Linked DNA regions of Sus scrofa: region 2 is linked to region 1. The links are chromatin contacts, called in public Hi-C maps. All regions are on one chromosome and are shown on one strand. Each heading gives the region's core, a stretch centred on a gene start, on an enhancer-like site or on the middle of the called end of the contact. The rest is flanking DNA. Distances are from core to core; before and after follow the strand shown.

Region 1 (5,822 bases), core at 1,009-3,508:
GCATCCTGAACTGCTGATATGTAAGCGTGTGTGTGTGTGTGTGTGCACACATATACACTTCTCAAGTGAGAAAGCTTCAAAAAGAACAGCCCAGTGGGGTTCTCTCAAAGTCTGAATTGGGGACCAGCTGGCAGAGGGAGGGCTGGTCAGTTTTTACTTGGATGCTCGCCTGTCAGCCGCCCGGCCGCCCCTCCCCAACCCGGGATGCTGGGCGTTCGAGAGCAAAGGTCAGCATGCATCCCCGCCCTTTGGTTCTGGACATCGGGAGTCGCCGACAGTTCAGTCAGCACTCCAGATGCTGCCCCTCGGGTGGTCGTGGTTGCGGGATTCTGCGCCCGCGCGCTGGGGCCGGAAGCCCCTCCTCTCCCCCCCCTTTACTTCCCGCCTTCCCCCTCAGTGCCTCTCCCTCGCCTCTTCTCCTTTTCTCTCTTTGCTCTTCCCCAAGAGCAGCCCTATCCTCGACTCCAATCCCCAGCCCCCAAAGTTCTCCTTTTCTTTTCTGATGGCATTGAGTCAAACGTCTTAGAAGGGCTGCGAAAAAGAATAAAATAAATGAATAAAATAAAATAAAAACATCTGTGAAGGGAGAAGGTGTCTGATGGGAGGATACAGGAGATGCTGGAGGGAGGGTAAGCCAGGAAAGAACGGGGAGAGAGCTGAGAGGAAATTAAGGGAGAGATGACTTTGGCTTAAGCAATTCTTGGTTCGGTACTGGCTGCAGATACAGGCTGATGAAACTTAGCCCAAAACTATCTTTAAGATTATTTTTTTTTTAGACCAGTTCTAGATTTAGAGAATAATGGAGAAGTTAGTACAAAGAGTTCCCATCTATTGGGACCCAGTTTCCCATATTACAAAATAATCATACACTAGTGTAGTACCTTTGCCACAAATAATGAACCAGTGTTGGTATGTTATTATTAACTCAACCATAGTTTAGGTTTCCTTAGTTTTTGCCTATGTCTTTCTCTGTTCCTGGATCCGATCTAGGACACCACATGGGATTTAGTTTACCATGTCTCTTTAGGGTCTCAAACCTATTTATATATGTATAAATATATACATATATATATATATATATACACATATATATACATATATATACATATTTTCTTGGGGGGGGGGTCTTTTTAGGGCTGCTCCTGCTGCATATGGAAGTTCCCAGGCTTAGGGGTCTAACTGGAGCTGCAGCTGTCGACCACAGCCACACCAGATCTGAGCTGCGTCTGTGACCTACACCACAGCTCCCAGCAATGCTGGATCCTTAACCCACAGAGCAAGGCCAGGGATCAAACCCTGCATCCTCATGGATACTAGTGGGGGCGGGGTTCCTTACCACTGAGCCACAGTGGGAACTGCCTTTAATATATATTCTTGAAGGTGCTAGAGCAAGGCCTGAGCTACCCAGAATAAATAAATAGTGGCAATTAAGCACCCAGCTTTTCAAAAGTGCCAAGAAGGACACTTCTCTTCACCTTAACCTCCTCTCACTTTCTCTTCTAGTTAGAACTCATACTGGGAAAGGAGAGAGAAATTTTTTAGTAGCTGGAATTTAAATTTTTCTTTGCCATGTTGGCCAGTTTTGTGCCAAGCCTGAGGAGGACGACAGTTTAAAGTTCACTCAGTCTGTGCAAAAGTCATATTTTCAGATGTCAAGACTCAGAAGACTGATTTATTCAGATCTGTTCCTTTCATGGGCACAGTTAGTCCCTTGCATTCATTAAAGAAAAAAAACTCCATCCTTCCCTCTAAAAATCTTTTTTTTTTCCCTCTTGAAGTTGGAACTATAAAAGTGCCTAGAATATAAAGAGGTTAGAATTTCTTTTACACATATCCAAGAAATACTTGGCTTGTGGAAAGTTGTTTGGACATGGCAGATCTATGGAAATTTTGGATGCCCAGGCAAGAGGCTAAATGGCACATGGAAGAGAAATTCTCTGAAAACATATCTTCATAGGTTATTCATGACTTTTATACTATTCTAGAACCCATATTTAAGATTCTGGAATCTTGCTCTTAATAACCTGTACACAACAGCAAATTCCTACAACAAAAATTACATTGTGCCATGTACTTGGCATAAGACTTACCCTTTGGTGACACGAGTGTTATTGTGATAAAGAGGCAGGTGAGAAGCAGGAACTGAGGCATCCTTCTGGACCAGCCACCAGAGACAGACTGGAAAATCCTCTTAATTTCAGTTTTCCTTTGTCCGCTTCTTTATCAAGCGCCTTTTTAAAAAGGCCTCAAGGCTCTTATGAAGAAAGACTTCAGTACTGGTTGGGACTTTATCAGAGGAAGAGGATGAGTGGGATAAAGTGTCCATTGCTCTGGCCTTGACCCCAGATAGAAGCACTGCTTTACATTGTCAACAGGGTTATTTTATTGGTATTTTTCTTTAGGAAAAAAAAAAAAAAAAAACAACCAAAACCAAACAAACTTCACAATCCCTCATCCTCCTATTGTCTTTTTTCTCAAAAGTTCCCTGCAGTGAGACCTCCAGTATCTTATCCAGAAGGGAACTCTAAAAGCGGGACATCCCCTCACGTCAAAATCTTGTTTTGTGACTTCTAGGTATTGATTTCATGGTGTTGCAGCCATAGCATTGCATTCTAAATGAGAATGGGATAAAACCTACTTTTTGGAATTGATCATTAGGAAATCTCTTCATCAGGTGGTTAAGGAGTTTACAGTAGCATGCAAAGGAGTAGTAAGGTCATGTGTGGCATGAGGACAGTATTCTCCTGAAGCAAGCTTCTAAGTCTGGTATCTTTGCTATCAAAACTTCTTTGGGCTCAAAACTTCCTAAAGAAATAAGGTTTAGGTTGTGTTTTTTTGTTTTTTGTTTTTTTTTTTGTCTTTTTTTGTTGTTGTTGTTGTTGTTGTTGTTGCTATTTCTTGGGCCGCTCCCGTGGCATATGGAGGTTCCCAGGCTAGGGGTTGAATCGGAGCTGTAGCCACCGGCCTACGCCAGAGCCACAGCAACGCGGGATCCGAGCCGCGTCTGCAACCTACACCACAGCTCACGGCAACGCCGGATCCTTAACCCACTGAGCAAGGGCAGGGACCGAACCCGCAACCTCATGGTTCCTAGTCGGATTCGTTAACCACTGCGCCACGATGGGAACTCCTAGGTTGTGTTTTTAATCAATTTTGAGCAGCAGTATCTCATGTTTTCATAATGCCTTTCTTCCTCCATTTAAAATGGTTTAAAGTTATTTATATTACTAATTTTCACACAAAGATAGGGGCAGGAGCTTCAAATTAGGAAACACTCATTAAATTAATGACACTGAAAAAGGAGTGATGAAGTTTCATTTTTAGACAAAAGAGGGAAAATGTAGAGTTCTGTATATTTCATGTCATTAGACATGTCACCATAATTATGTGTACCAGTTTGCAAGCTCCCTGACATTCCATGGTGTGTAGAATGAGAATTGGCCAGGAGTTCCCGTCGTGGCGCAGTGGTAAACGAATCGGACTAGGAACCATGAGGTTTCAGGTTCAATCCCTGGCCTTGCTCAGTGGGTTAAGGATCCGGCGTTGCTGTGAGCTGTGGCGCAGGTTGCAGACGCAGCTCGGATCCCGAGTTGCTGTGGCTCTGGTGTAGGCCGGTATCTACAGCTCCGATTAGACCCCTCGCCTGGGAACCTCCATATGCTGTGGGTGCGGCCCAAGAAATGCCAAAAAGACAAAAAAAAAAAAAAAAAAATGGGAATTGACCAGCACTAATACTAAAGATAATGTAAAGGGGAAGTATTAAAAATTAAGTTAGAGAGGAGTTCCTATTGTAGCTTGGCAGGTTAAGAACCTGACGTATTCATGAGAATGTGATTTCGATCACTGGCCTTGCTCAGTAGGTTAAGGACCTGGCGTTGCCGTGAGCTGTGGTATAGATTGCAGATGCAGCTCGGATCCTGAGTTGCTGTGGCTGTGGTGTAGGCTGGCAGCTGCAGGTTATGATTCAGCCCCTAGCCTGGGAAATTCCATATGCTGCAGGTGTGGCCCAAAAAAGAAAAAGAAAAAAAAAAAGAGAGAGAGAGAGAGAAAAGTGTTTTATTTGTTTTTAAATACTGTTTTAAGCAAGGATCCAAGCGAAACCAAAATTTTTCTCTCCTAATCTTACCTTGACCTGGTGCTTTGGGCTTCTGTTATTCCTAAACTTTCTGCATCTATGTTTCTTTGCCTAATAACTGTATTTCTGGTGACTGGCAAAGGAATATTATGGTCTGTAGGAAGCAGTCCCTAAACCGGTCTTCATGATCTTTTTTCTTCCTACGCTAAGTAGCATTCCCTTTGGTTCCTTTCCCTAGGGTTTCTGTTTGATTAAACAGTAGTGCTTACTAGGGGCCAGGTAACATGCTGGTCACTGGTATTTGACAGTGAGTAAGGTAAAAGTGCGGTGTCTATACGCAGAATATACAGTCTAGCAAGGGGTTCCCATTGATTTAACGTGTAGTTAGCTATCACTGATGCTAGCAGAACATAGGCAATTTGACCTTGACCACTGGCTTATTAAACTGCAATCTGATGGCAGCAGTGGATGACTCTGGGACTGAGGTACAATCTCACTGCAGGATACTTCTGCGAAGGGGCAATGTTCTTAACAGAAAAAAAGAAAACCCCACAATTTCCTGTTCCTGAGAAGCCATCCGAGTGCTTCACGTGTGTTGCAGAGAAACAGAGGACGTGTGTATGAGATAAACCCAGATTTGCTGCCAGGATTGACTGCCAGAGTCAAGGACTTTTACCAGATAGCCCTTTGGTTCTGTAAACAAGCATTCCCAGTGTGGCGGGATTTTTTTTTTTTTTTTCTCTTGTTATTCCTATTTTTTCCTTTTTAGTTGATCTGCCCTTTCATTTTAATTTTTTATGATGAAAAATTTCAAATATATACAAAGTAGGAAAAACAATGAGTACCCGGCTGTGATAATTATAACATTTTGTCAGTCTTGTTTCATTTATATAGCAGTATGCATTTCTAACAAATGGCCTTTCTTTTTACATAATCCCAGTCATGATTACAAATATGGAAACTAGTATAATTCCTTAATATCATCTAATACTCACTCCATATTTAAATCTTCCCAGTTGTTTCAAAAATTCCTTTGTATTACTAGTTTGAGTCAGGATTTAAACTGGAGCCATACGTTGCTTGTGGTTCTCTTAAGTTCTTTTGATCTATAACAGCCCCCCACTCCCTACCCCATGCTATTTGTTGAAGAAACCCAATCCTTTGTCCTATACAATGTCTTGCATCCTGGGTTTTGCTTGACTGCTTTGTGTGGCGTCTTTTAGCCTCCCTTCTCCCACATTTAATGTACTCTTGTTCCTATTTCCTTATTTTTCTAAAGTATGTGCTATTAGAAATTAAAATAAAAATACTCTTGGCGACACTGAACGAATTGAATGCACAGGCGGGAGTGCTGGAAATAGATCAGTTAGGAGGTGGATGAACCCGTCGGCTCTTCAGAAGAGATCTGAGCTAGAATAACAGTCTGAGAGCTACTAGCATATAAATGGTAACTGAAATTTGGGGAGGGGAGTAGATGAGATCCTTCATGGAAAATGGAATGTGGGCAGAGGAAGAGGATGCTGCAAAACAGACTGAGAAGCAATCAGAGATTTGCAGAAGAGTCACGAGCTGAGGACAGTTTTCAAGGTGGAGGGCTTACTCAGTGGATGATGCATTTTATAAAACATACATAAATGAAAATTTATGAAGTGGGTCATTTTAGATTCAGTGAGAATTGTTAAAATTAACCTATACATTTATTCTAAGGAAAGAGCCACACAGTGCATTTTGGAAGATGCAGATTTGG
Region 2 (5,822 bases), core at 1,064-3,563, 52 kb before region 1:
AGCGGGGACCCCAAAAGCTATACTCATTTCATAGCAGCATTACTCACAGGAATGAGTATTGACACATGCTTTAACAGAGATGAAACTTGAATACATTATGCTCAGCGAAACGACACAAAAAGACACATATTGTATGAGTCCATTTCTATCAGGTACCAGTACAGAGAAATTCATAAGGACAAAAAGAACAACAGTGGTTGCCAGGGGCTGAAGAAAAGCAGAATGGGGAATTATCGTTTAATATGCATAGAGTCTCAATTTGGGATGATGAAAAAGTTCTAGAGATGGAGAGTGATGACAGGTGAACAACATTGTGAATGTACCTACTGTACATAATGACTCTGCACTGTCCATTTAAAAATAGTTAAAATGCGGAGTTCTCATCGTGGCACAGTGGAAATGAATCCAACGAGGAACCATGGGGTTGTGGGGTCAATCCCTGGCCTCGCTCAGTGGTTAAGCCGTGAGCTACAGTGCAGGTTGCAGACATGGGCTCAGATCTGGTATTGCTGCGGCTGTGGCTTAGGCCGGCAGCTACAGCTCCAATTAGACCCCTAGCCTGGGAGCCTCCATATGCTGCGGGTGCGGCCCTAAAAAGACAAAAGACAAAGTTAAAATGGTAAATATTATTAATTGTTTATCACAATAATAAAAAAACTAAGGTATCAAGAAATGGGGAAAAATACTATTAATAGCTCCAGTAGCAGCTGGATCAGCAGAGGCTTCACAAAATTAAAAATTTATCAAATATTATTTGTGATCTTGCATTTGTCAAGAGCACCTAACATTGCTTTAATTGTATGAACTGAAAATGAAGTTATTGAGAGTATAAATTTTAATGACTGAATAAATGAATTTGCAGGAAAGCAAGTCAGAAAAATCTTATGATCATACACCAATAAAGTATTACATATTGTATTATATAAAGTTGACACCAAAAATATTTTTGTGATTTGTAAGTTTATATTATTACTCAGTTATCACTGTTACCCAATTATATTTTACAATATTTATAATGCAGGAAAACATTTTTAAAGAGAAAGCTTTGTATTTTAGGTCTTTAATGGTGCTTTCCCCCTGTGCTTTTTTTGAAAAGGAGCTCCACATTTTCAATTTGACTGGACCTCTCAAATTATGTAGCTGGTCCTGATCCCCAGGTTTTACCACTGATCGCCTGTTTATCTTTGACTGAGTCATTTAACCTTTGTATCTCAGCTTTCTCACCTCTCAAATGGGAATGGTACTTACCCTTTTTCATAGAATTGATGAGGAATTAACATACAGTGATTTCAAAAATTATAGTACTTCAAGTATTGGTGGCATCGTTGGTATTCATATGAAATGTTTTTAAACAACTGCTCTTGCTGGAGTCTGAGTCTTTAGACAAACACATTTCTTATCTAAAATGAAGACATCCAACTCACTATTTTCTCTGGGGCTTTCCAGACTTTTGTGAGAGAAGCTAAATGACTCATTTGATACCATGTTTTTAGACTAGCGATTTCACAGATAGGACTTATCTCTTCACACGACTGAAAAAGCAAAGTATAAACTGAAGATGATGCCAAAACACTAGACTTCAGTCAACAGTCTTAAAGCCTAAAATTTCATATCGCATTTCTAGTCGACCCTGATTTTTAAGCAACTCAGTGGAAGAACAACGCTAGGAGCATTCAGTTCCCTCTCAGGGCAATCTGTATATATCAGACACTGGTGGGGATAAATAAAAATACTGCTGTAAAAACAGAGGAAAAAGAGGATGGCTACAAGCCTGAGAGCCGAGATGAGACCAAAGCAGAAGCTGGGGTCCTAAATCTGAACGCCCCCTTCACACACACTGAGAGCACAACCTGACAACATCTGGACCATTGGTCCAGGTGACAGCATTAACCCACCATCCCTGGGTTTCCTGAGCCCTTTCTGCATCTTCCTGCATCTCCCTAGAAACCATGTGTACGTGACCAGCTTAGGGGTGAGGCTAGGTTCTTTGTGTCAAGAGGCGGGTCCTGGGGGAACAAACTCTCCTAACTGATCCTTAAGTTAACAAGTTGGTTGGGGGTAGACGTCCAGCCGCTCCACAACTCAGGCCTCCCGAGAAGTTAGCTCACATCTGCCTGCTCCAGGGAGAGCTGGGAGCTGCTCTGAAGTGTTCTCTCTCACTATCCATCCCTCAGATAGGCCCTCGGGCTGCCTAACCTTTGCCCTTTCTAATTGCCCTGATCTCATCCCAACCTCCCGAGCTGTGTGTAAAGTCCAGCTCCAGGGAACACACAGATTGAGTGTCCCAGATAATCCCTTTCCCAGTCCCGCCCGGCATCTGGCCGCTGGGCTACATATTGGGACTTCCGGGGGCACGGGCCGGGGTCTGAGGAGGGACCTCAGGACCTACCTGGCTGCAGGATGAAGCTGCCCACCAGCTTCTTGATTCTGTGGCTGAGCCTGGAGGGGGTCCTGGTTCAGAGTGGCAGCAGCCCTGACGCAGAGGAGTCCTATTCAGACTGGGGCCTGCGGCACATCCGGGGCAGCTTTGAATCTGTCAACAGCTACTTCGATTCCTTTCTGGAACTGCTGGGAGGGAAAAATGGAGTCTGTCAATACCGGTGCCGATATGGTGAGTCCCCGATTTCTCTTTTTGTGAAACGGTCGCTGGTGAACCTGTGAACAGGTGGAGCAGGCGCTTTTTCCTGTCACCCACTGCTTAGAGGGTTGCTGGATTCAGCACATTAAGCTATAGGACACCTAGTGAAACTGGAATTTCAAATCAACAACCAATACTTTGTTAAAATACTTGGGATATTTGGGACACACTTATAGTGACAAATTATTGGTTGTCGATCTGAAATACAAATTTCCCTGAGCTTCCTGCATTTTATCCAGCAAACCTACTCCAAAGAGCTTTGCAAAACCTGTACCCTGGGCTCATTTGAACAGATTAGGTGTGAGGCAGGGAGGTACTGAGGAAAAGACAGCGAGGGCAGGGAAGAAAGGATGTGACATCTTTGTGAGGTCTTCCAGGGATAAAAACTGGAGCTGAACATTCAGGGAAAATTCTACCAGAAAATTCTGAGCTTCTTCAGTCACTCAGCACGTAGCTTGGAAATGAATCCTCCCTCCCCCAATGCAGTCCACGCCTTCGTTGCAGATCTGTCAGTCTGTGATCCATTTGCCTCAATTGGCAAGGGCAAGCCTTCAGAAGTAGGATGGGCATTTGCCAGCTACCTCTGAAAACCAAGGATGAGGCCCTGAGCGGGCCTGGGACTGGCCCCTAGGCCTGGTATCAGGTGTGGAGCTGTGAATGGGTAGGAACATGACCTGAGCTGTAGAAAGGGTACATGGGGGTCTGGATGCCAGCCTGGCTGCAAAAGAGCAGACCCTGTGGCCTCTCTTCCTTCGCCCTGTGTTGGAAGTCAGTGTAACGGGACCAGAATATGGAGCCCTGGACCTTACAGCCAGAAGGTCTGCAAATGTTTTTGAAAGCATGCACAGTCTCATATAGCATTAGTTTCATTGTTAGTTTATCAAGTGTTTCATTATGAGATTAGAGATGAAAATGATGAGTCAGTTTGGCCTAGCAGGAAATCACTTGAGAAAGATTTTCTCCACATACCAAGAGATCAAACTCAGAAACTCAAAAGAGCTACATGCTGAGTTTATCCCATCAGTCTTGCACTCCCCTTTTAGCTTGGAGCAGGGGAAGTCTCTTCCTTATAAACCAAGAGTGACTAAGAGACCACAGTTAACCATTGCTCCAGAACCAAAAATTTTGCTGCATAGAAGTTTTAGCCTCAGAGGGAGATGGTGAAAAAAGGAAGCTACATCTTCTCTGTGAAGATTCCATAGGGTGAATCTGTGCAAGGACCCACCTGGACCGCCAGCCCTGATTTGTCTAAGGCATAGTGGATAAATGCAGAGATGCCTTATCCTAGTTTGCATGGATGGGGCAGGAAAGAGTTAATTCACTTCAGCTATTTGATTAACACAGGGGCTATATTCTGGCCTGGAGTCTTAGGTGTGTGCTTCAGTAAATAGAAGACAGCAGGACAACAGGACTTTGGGGTGGGTTTTTTTTTTTTTTTTTTAGGGAAACAAGAAGCAAACCCTTTTCGTCTCTAGCAAAATAGCATTAAAAGCTTTTAGCAAACTTTGGTTGTGAGTCTCCACCTGGGTCGGTCGATGCAGCAGCCACTGGTGGGGGATGGGAATAGTCAACAGAGAGATTGCAGGAAGGCAAATAACCGCACTCACGCTACAAAACAGAATCTGTAGAAGGAGGGGAGAAACACATAAAAGAGAGGGGGGATAAGCCTTGTTACCTTTGGAAGGGAGCAGCGCCAAGAACCTGGAGGCTGTGCCCAAACAGTACAGGATATCGTCTCCAGTTGACTGGGAATCAAGCAGGCTTTTGAACAGATAACACCTAATCATTAACCAGGTCTGTGTTCTCTTTCAGTTTGCTCTGTGATGCAGTCCTTAGGCACAGGGCTTCTCTCCTCTCTTTAAAGCAGAGCTTCTCCAACTTAACTTGTGCTGTGAATCCCCCTCCCCGCCAAGGCTTGTTTAAACTGACTGTTGGGGCCCCACCCCTCTAATTCCTGTAGGTCTGGGGCGGGGTCAGAAAATTTACATTTCTAAGAGTTCCCAGGTGATCCCGATGCTGCTGGTCCTGGGACCTACTCTGAAAACCAAAAAAAAAAAAAAAAGAAAAAGAAAGAAAAAAAAAAACCCAGAAAAAATCCTGCTTTATTTTTTATTTTTTTGTCTTTTTATGGCTGCACTTGCGGCATATGGAGGTTCCCAGGCTAGGGGTCTAGTAGGAGCTGTAGCTGCCAGCCTACACCACAACCACAGCAACGCCAGATCCCAGCTGCATCTGCGACCTACACCACAGCTCATGGCAACACCAGATCCTTAACCCACTGAGCGAGGCCAGGGATCGAACCTGCAACCTCCTGGGTCCTAGTCAGATTCGTTTCCTCGGCACCACAACGGGAACTCCAAAAACCCTGCTTTAAAAGCTGAAATTTTGGAGTTTTGTGGCACAGTGGATAAGGATCTGGCATTGTCACTGCAGCGGCCTGGGTCCCTGGCAGGAGAACTTTCACATGCCACAGGCGTTGGGGCAATAAATACAAGCCGCAATTTCTTCTAGGCAGAAGGAACAATTTAGCAACAATTAGTCTACTAAGAAAAACTTGCCATTTGGTAGGTACTTAACCACCACTTAAAACGGTGGTTTGTACCTCGCCCTGCACTTAAAATCACCTGGCGGGGGGGGGAGGGAATAACTCTAAAAACACCTGCTGCCCTAATCAATTAAATAAGACTCTCCATGGGTTGGACCCAGACATCAGTGTTTTTAATGTTTCCTAGGGGATTGGAAAGTGACCAAGGTATGGAGCACTATTTGGAGGGTCCTTCTCAAAGAACTTTACCCCATAGGTTGTTCAGACAAGGCGAAGATGTGTTTGTTTCCTGGCAGCCTACAATAGCATATCGACATTGCCTTCCGACACTTTCTTCTTTTTTTTTTTTTAATTACTCGAATTTATCACATTTGTAGTTGTATAATGATTGTAACAATCCAATAAACCTCTACTGAGAGTGGGGTTCGAACCCACACGGGCACTAGCCCATTGGATCTTAAGTCCAACGCCTTAACCACTGGGCCATCCTGGTGACTACATCTACGATTTGTTTTCATGTCAACCCACAAAATCGGAATTTGCCAAAGGATCAGGCTGGAAATAGAGTGAGATTCAGCACAGATCAATAGTATACATGGTACACCTGGCATAAGAGATCTGTACTCATGTGAACACTTT

What was found. A called contact is a pair of places that touch in the nucleus more often than the background predicts.
Region 2: a contact with region 1 is called in a Hi-C map of skeletal muscle, with 2.1 times the contacts expected there. The contact joins the promoter of PLA2G12B here to the promoter of OIT3 in region 1. A contact is called at or near these places in 4 of 47 Hi-C or Micro-C datasets (embryonic fibroblasts, liver and skeletal muscle).

What each region holds. Positions count from the first base shown.
Region 1 is chr14:75,722,808-75,728,629 of Sscrofa11.1, reverse strand. It overlaps OIT3 (oncoprotein induced transcript 3), which reads right to left and starts at 2,258. Exons shown (of 9, transcript NM_001244899.1): 1 at 2,091-2,258. The coding sequence starts at 2,151.
Region 2 is chr14:75,775,350-75,781,171 of Sscrofa11.1, reverse strand. It overlaps PLA2G12B (phospholipase A2 group XIIB), which reads left to right and starts at 2,313. Exons shown (of 4, transcript NM_001243338.1): 1 at 2,313-2,611. The coding sequence starts at 2,401. It overlaps TRNAL-UAA (a tRNA gene), which reads right to left and starts at 5,676; the gene lies at 5,594-5,676.